Regions from separate parts of the Mus musculus genome. Here region 1 is linked to region 2. The links are chromatin contacts, called in public HiChIP or PLAC-seq maps. All regions are on one chromosome and are shown on one strand. Each heading gives the region's core, a stretch centred on a gene start, on an enhancer-like site or on the middle of the called end of the contact. The rest is flanking DNA. Distances are from core to core; before and after follow the strand shown. Region 1 has its middle 25 kb from the start of Gm38412. Region 2 overlaps Magi3 (membrane associated guanylate kinase, WW and PDZ domain containing 3).

Region 1 (2,999 bases), core at 243-2,742, 310 kb after region 2:
TAGGCCTTGGCCCAAAGAACTCCATGTCCTACCTCAGAGATGCCTGCACGTTCATGTGCTTACGCAACCAGCCTGCATGTCCAGCAGCAGGAGAACGGGTAATGAAAATGTGCTTCATGTACAAAATAGGGTATTATTCTGCTGTAAAGAGCATGAAACTTGCAGGAGATGAATGGATCTCAAAAGTGTAACATTAAGGGAACATAATCTTAAACTCCAGAAGACCACAAAAGAAAGAAAAGAAAATTCTTCCTCATATAGGAGCTATAGCCTAGAATATATACATGAATATATGTGAACAGGTATTAAGTATGGGTATAGCCTAGAACTTAGAAAATGGGGTAATATTAGGTGAGGCGGAAGGTCAGAATGTAGGTAAAGGGCACGAGTCATGAGAGGCAAACTCTTTTTTTCCTAGCTTAAAAACTCTCTCTCTCTCTCTCTCTCTCTCTCTCTCTCTCTCTCTCTCTCTCTCTCTCGGAGGGGTTTATGTGTGTATAGTGTGTGTGTGTGTGTGTGTGTGTGTGTTAGATATATGAATTCAACTCTGCATACTAAAACAGCAAAATAACCATTTCTATATTCCCAAGGAATACACCCTTTGTTACTACTCTGAGGCATGAATGGGAGAACTGGGCTTGCTTTTAATCCTGTCAGTGTAACAGGAGTTAAACACACTAGTCAGTCACTGGCCCACTTAGAAAAGTCACTTTAAAAAAAAATATTGATTTGAGGGAAAAGAATTTTATAGTCCAAAGAGAAAAAAAAAAAAAAAAAAAACAAAGTCAAGAGACTCTATGAAAGAAAATGAAAAACAAAAGGTTTCTTATGTTTGCTGACTGGAAGAGTTCATCCAGTGAAACTGTCCACACTTCTGAACGTGATCTACAGATTCCACATTACGTCCATCTGAATACCGGTGGTGTTCCAAACAGAAGGGGGGTGGGGGGCTGGGATGTGGCTCAGTAGTCCAGCACCTGCACCTGCCTAGCATAATGAGGCTATCGATTCAGTCTCCAGTACTGGGGTGTGGGGAGAGCGAGAGGGGGTTGGGGGGAGGGTGGGGGATTTATATGGAATTCCCAACCCCAAAGTTCCAAAGTAATCTTATCTAGAAAGAGCAAAGCTGAGGGCATTGTAACTCCTGACTTCACAACATGCTACAAAGCTAGAGTGACCACACAGCAAGGCAGGCGATACTGTCCAGTGAGATAGAGAACTAGAACCCGTGTGTTTGCCCATGTAACACATGGAAAATGAAAGTTCTTTTTAACAATAGTCCTGGGTGAACTGCATATGCATAGGCAGATGAAACTAGGTTCCCATCCATCACTATGTAAAAAAAAAAAAAAAATCAAAATGGATTAAAGACTTAAGAGTAAAATAAATAAATCAGACACTATGAAATCAGTAGAGCAGCGGGACACAGGGAACACTTTGGGATTTGAGCAAAGTGGCTGTGACCCTGCCCCTGCCTCCGGGCAGAAACTGAGAAGAAAGAGAAAACCGACCCCTCCCACAAACGTAACAGAGGGGCGGGGCAGGCGTTCTCTAACACTCTCTGTAAGGAATTCAAACAACTCAGTAGAAAACAAACCCACACAAAAATCATAAATTGGTTAAAAGGAGCCCAAGCCCTAACTAGATTTCTCCAAAGAAGATACACAGATAGTCAACAATCACAGGGTTGTCATCCATCACCAGGGGGCACAAAACGGAGGGGAGATGACTCAGCAGATACGAGCAGTGCTGCTCTTGCAGAGAGAGGTTCAGTTCCCAGCACCTATATTGCTTCACGGCTGCCCTTAATGCTAGCCCTCGGGGACCTGACACCCTCTGACCTCTGCAGGTTCCTGTGCTCATGTCTCTCTCTCTCTCTCTCTCTCTCTCTCTCTCTCTCTCTCTCTCTCTCTCTCTCTCTCTCTCTCTCTCTCTTTCTCACACATACACACACACACACACACACACAATGGGACATCAAGTCAGCCCTGATAAGATGTCAATTATTAAAAAGACGAAGGTAACAAATGCCGGTGGAAATGTTGAGCAAAGAGAGCCTTGAGCACAGCAGTTGGGAGCATGGCCACCAGAGAAACAGCGTGCATCTGCCTTACAAAACAAGGAACACAACTGCAATGTGACCCAGAAAGCTGAGTGTATATTAAGATAAACTGAAATCAGCCCAACCAAGAGTCTGTGGCTCAGAGTTAAATGGCCGCAATTCACAGCAGCGAAGGTAGGATCAGCCTAGGTGCCCAGTAACAGACAAATGGATACGAACATAAAGTGTGGTGGCACATACCTTTAATCCCCATACTTGGAAGACAGAGGCATCAGATCTCTGTGAAAGTTCCAGGACAGCCAGGGCTACACAGAGAAACACTGTTCTTAAAAAAAAAAAAAAAAAAAAAAAAAAAGTAAACACACAATAGAATATTATTTGTGCATAAACAGGAACACAACTGTGTCATTCGCCCAACATGGGTGGAATTGGACGTAAGTGACGTAAATCAAGCAAGTGTCAAGAAAGACACTGTGTACTGAATCATATCCTGGCTGAATGCAGAGAGATACAATGGTCCAGAACCTGAGCAGAGATGTAGAGAGAGTGGTTAGTGAGCAGAGGGTTGCAGCCGGATGGGAGGAATCGCTGCTAAGGCCCTATAGCATCCAGGGTTTAACGGTGGCGGGCAAGTAGCTGGTGGGAGGATTTCACACGTTCCCATACTGAGAAATGAGAACTGTCTGAGGTGATGGATACGCCAGTCATCCTGATCCAATCATAACACATTGTGCACAGACACTGAAAAATCGCAGCCACGTTGTAGCTCATGAGGACATGCAATATGTTGATTAAAAATTGAATACAGAGGTCAAAAACTGACATACCTTCCTTAGTTTAAAGTCCTAAGGTCCCAAAACATCTCAAAAAATATGGGAGAACAGAAGGCTGCGCAGAGAGGCCAGAAAGAATCTAGACATCCAGGACCCACGAGGGG
Region 2 (3,367 bases), core at 484-2,983:
TTTTTAATTTTTGTTGTTACAGTTGGCATTCTGTTCTTGTGGCTGTCTTCTTTTTGGTTTGTTGAGGGATTACTTTCTTGCTTTTTCTAGGGCATGATTTCCGTCCTTGTATTGTTTTTTTTCTGTTATTATCCTTTGAAGGGCTGGATTCGTGGAAAGATAATGTGTGAATTTGGTTTTGTCATGGAATACTTTGGTTTCTCCATCTATGGTAATTGAGAGTTTGGCTGGGTATAGTAGCCTGGGCTGGAATTTATGTTCTCTTAGTGTCTGTATAACATCTGTCCAGGCTCTTCTGGCTTTCATAGTCTCTGGTGAAAAATCTGGTGTAATTCTGATAGGCTTGCCTTTGTATGTTACTTGACCTTTTTCCCTTACTGCTTTTAGTATTCTATCTTTACTTAGTGCATTTGTTGTTCTGATTATTATGTGTCGGGAGGAATTTCTTTTCTGGTCCAGTCTATTTGGAGTTCTGTAGGCTTCTTGTATGTTCATAGGTATCTGTTTCTTTATATTTGGGAAGTTTTCTTCAATAATTTTGTTGAAGATGTTTGCTGGTCCTTTGAGTTGAAAATCTTCATTCTCATCCACTCCTATTATCCGTAGGTTTGGTCTTCTCATTGTGTCCTGGATTTCCTGGATATTTTGAGTTAGGATCTTTTTGCATTTTCCATTTTCTTTGATTGTTGTGCCGATGTTCTCTATGGAATCTTCTGCACCTGAGATTCTCTCTTCCATCTCTTGTATTCTGTTGCTGATGCTCAAATCTATGGTTCCAGATTTCTTTCCTAGGGTTTCTATCTCCAGTGTTGCCTCACTTTGAGTTTTCTTTATTGTTTCTACTTCCCTTTTTAGGTCTAGTATGGTTTTGTTCATTTCCATCACCTGTTTGTATGTTTTTTCCTCTTTTTCTGTAAGGACTTCTACCTGTTTGATTGTGTTTTCCTGTTTTTCTTTAAGGACTTGTAACTCTTTAGCAGTGTTCTCCTGTATTTCTGTAAGTGATTTATTAAAGTCCTTCTTGATGTCCTCTACCATCATCATGAGATATGCTTTTAAATCTAGGTCTAGGTTTTCGGGTGTGTTGGGGTGCCCTGGACTGGGCGAAGTGGGAGTGCTGGGTTCTGATGATGGTGAGTGGTCTTGGTTCCTGTTAGTAGGATTCCTACGTTTACCTTTCGCCATCTGGTAATCTCTGGAGTTAGTAGTTATAGTTGACTCTGTTTAGAGATTGTTCTTCTGGTGATTCTGTTACCGTCTCTCAGCAGACCTGGGAGACAGATTCTCTCCTCTGAGTTTCAGTGCTCAGAGCACTCTCTGCTGGCAAGCTCTCTTACAGGGAAGGTGCGCAGATATCTTGTTTTTGGACCTCCTCCTGGTCGAAGAAGAAGGCCCAAAACAGGGCCTCTCTCAGAAGCTGTGTTGCTTTGGCAGTTCCCAGAAGCTGTCAGGTTCTGTGGTGCAGACTCTCACCTGTGCAGACTAAAATCCTAAGTTCCAGGGAGTCCTGGAACCAAGATGGTGACCGCTGCTGCTGAGGCTGAGGCCGCCTCCCGAGCCAGGCGGACACCTGTCCTCTGGTCTGGACGGTGGCCGGCTGTCTGCGGCCCGCCAAGGGTACTGCCTCAGCGGCTCTGTGCTTCCGCCCGTCCCAGCAGCTGTCCGGTTCTCTGGCGCACCCTCTAACGTGTTCAGACTAATTTCCTAAGTTCTGCTGAGTCCCGGAACCAAGATGGCGACCGCTGCTGCTCGTAATATATCTTTTGAGACAATTCAGGGGAGAATGCTTGCATCCCCAACACACACACACACACATGCGCGTGCGCGCACACACACACACACACACACACACACACGCACGCACGCACGCACGCACGCGCGTGCACGCACACATCACTCCAGAGTAGTAATTATGAAAATTTTAAGTTTCATTTAAGGAGAAGGGAGAAGTTTGGGAAATAGTAAGATATCAGGTGATAGCATGAGAAATGTTGTTTTGAAATATTGGTTAATAGGCACCATGTGCAAATATCAAACCAATAGGTAGAGTAATATGCTCAGAGAAAATATATGAAACAAGCTGAAAAATCAAAGGTCTCTAGGTCACAAGGGATAAACTGACAAAAATCTAGCATTTAGATATGAGGGAAAGTACTTTCACACACAGCTAATGGAGGTACAAGTTGGTACATCATTCTGAAAGACATGGTAGTATTTGTAACGACAGCATATTTACTTATAACCCCCCCCACTGAAAAAGTTCTTCCAAGTTAATATTCACGCAAATGTAATATGTATATATATATAAAATATATATATCACGTTTATCGTAGCATTATTTATAAGGAATTTAGATGTACAGCTACAGAAAACTGATTAAACAATGAAACTTATCTTCAATTACCTGTGCACAATGCTGTAAAACATGTTGCTGAGCCAAGCATAAGAAGCCTAATTAGTATACAGCACTGTTTATGAATTAGGTTTCTTATTCTCATAAAGACATGTAAAATATATTCAAAGTATGCTTATCTCTAAGTGTTAAGACAATAAAAACTTACTCAGCTTGTATATTTCCTAGGGAGACAGTTTCTAAAAACAATAAAACCAAACTTTTTAAAGACCTCAGTAAAGTAGGGGTGGAAAGATACCTCAATCAGTAAAGTGCTTGCCCTGAAGCACGAAGACCTGATATCATCTACCCCTACACAAAAAAGCTGAGTGTGGCTGTCCACACTACCAATCCCAGGACTGTGGAGGTGGACACAGGGAAATCCTGTGGGCTGACTTGTGAACCAGTTTAGTCAATCTGGTAGATTCTAAGCAAGTGAGATCCTGTCTCAAAAAAACAAGGTGGATGGTGTAGTGAGAATTTTGGTTTCTTTAAAAAAAAACACAGAAATAGGAATATATTTTTGATTTTATTCCCAGATGTGGGATAAGGGGTTGCCTCAAATTATTCACAGCAGCTGACTATGATTCGCCACGTGTAGGGGCACAATTTTGCCAGTGGCAGTTAATTTCTGCGACTGTGTGATATCCAGAATTCTGGGGACTTTTCAGAGGCTATATAAATGCTAGGGCCCCAAGAGGCAGGGTGGACTGTTGGTTGGTTGCTGTTGGTCACGATTTGTTAAGCAGTTGTACACAAAGAAGAAACAACAAGAAGAAATTAGATATCCTGACAGCAAAGAACCTCAATCAGCAGGAAGTAGTCTACCCCTCCCCCTCCCATCTAATGTTAAAGGTTTGAAAGGGGGCAGAAAGAAGAACCCACAAAGTAGCCAAAGACAGGCTACAGGGTGGTGTACGTGTTCATTTCTGCTGCTGCACACCCCTACACACACACACACACACCATAAAGAAG

Evidence for each region. HiChIP or PLAC-seq counts read pairs in DNA pulled down with a chosen protein or histone mark.
Region 1: a contact with region 2 is called in an H3K27ac HiChIP or PLAC-seq map of embryonic stem cells, with 6 times the contacts expected there. The contact joins two enhancer-like sites. A contact is called at or near these places in 2 of 15 datasets of contacts at CTCF or cohesin (the NIH/3T3 cell line and large pre-B cells), 5 of 484 Hi-C or Micro-C datasets (the AML12 cell line, the P5424 cell line, bone marrow-derived macrophages and 2 more) and 15 of 115 datasets of contacts at active chromatin or transcription factors (the 230-238 cell line, acute myeloid leukemia, astrocytes and 7 more).

The regions. Positions count from the first base shown.
Region 1 is chr3:104,432,814-104,435,812 of GRCm38.p6, forward strand. No RefSeq gene overlaps it. Among named protein-coding and RNA genes, the nearest start is that of Gm38412, 25 kb to the left of the region's middle. Within about 2 kb of position 1,493, at least 46 of the 459 cell types and tissues checked have an H3K27ac peak or open chromatin away from gene starts, as enhancers often do. A contact at or near this core is called in embryonic stem cells, where this site is marked.
Region 2 is chr3:104,121,273-104,124,639 of GRCm38.p6, forward strand. The region is part of intron 1 of Magi3 (membrane associated guanylate kinase, WW and PDZ domain containing 3); the gene reads right to left. Among named protein-coding and RNA genes, the nearest start is that of Magi3, 97 kb to the right of the region's middle. Within about 2 kb of position 1,734, at least 3 of the 459 cell types and tissues checked have an H3K27ac peak or open chromatin away from gene starts, as enhancers often do. A contact at or near this core is called in embryonic stem cells, where this site is marked.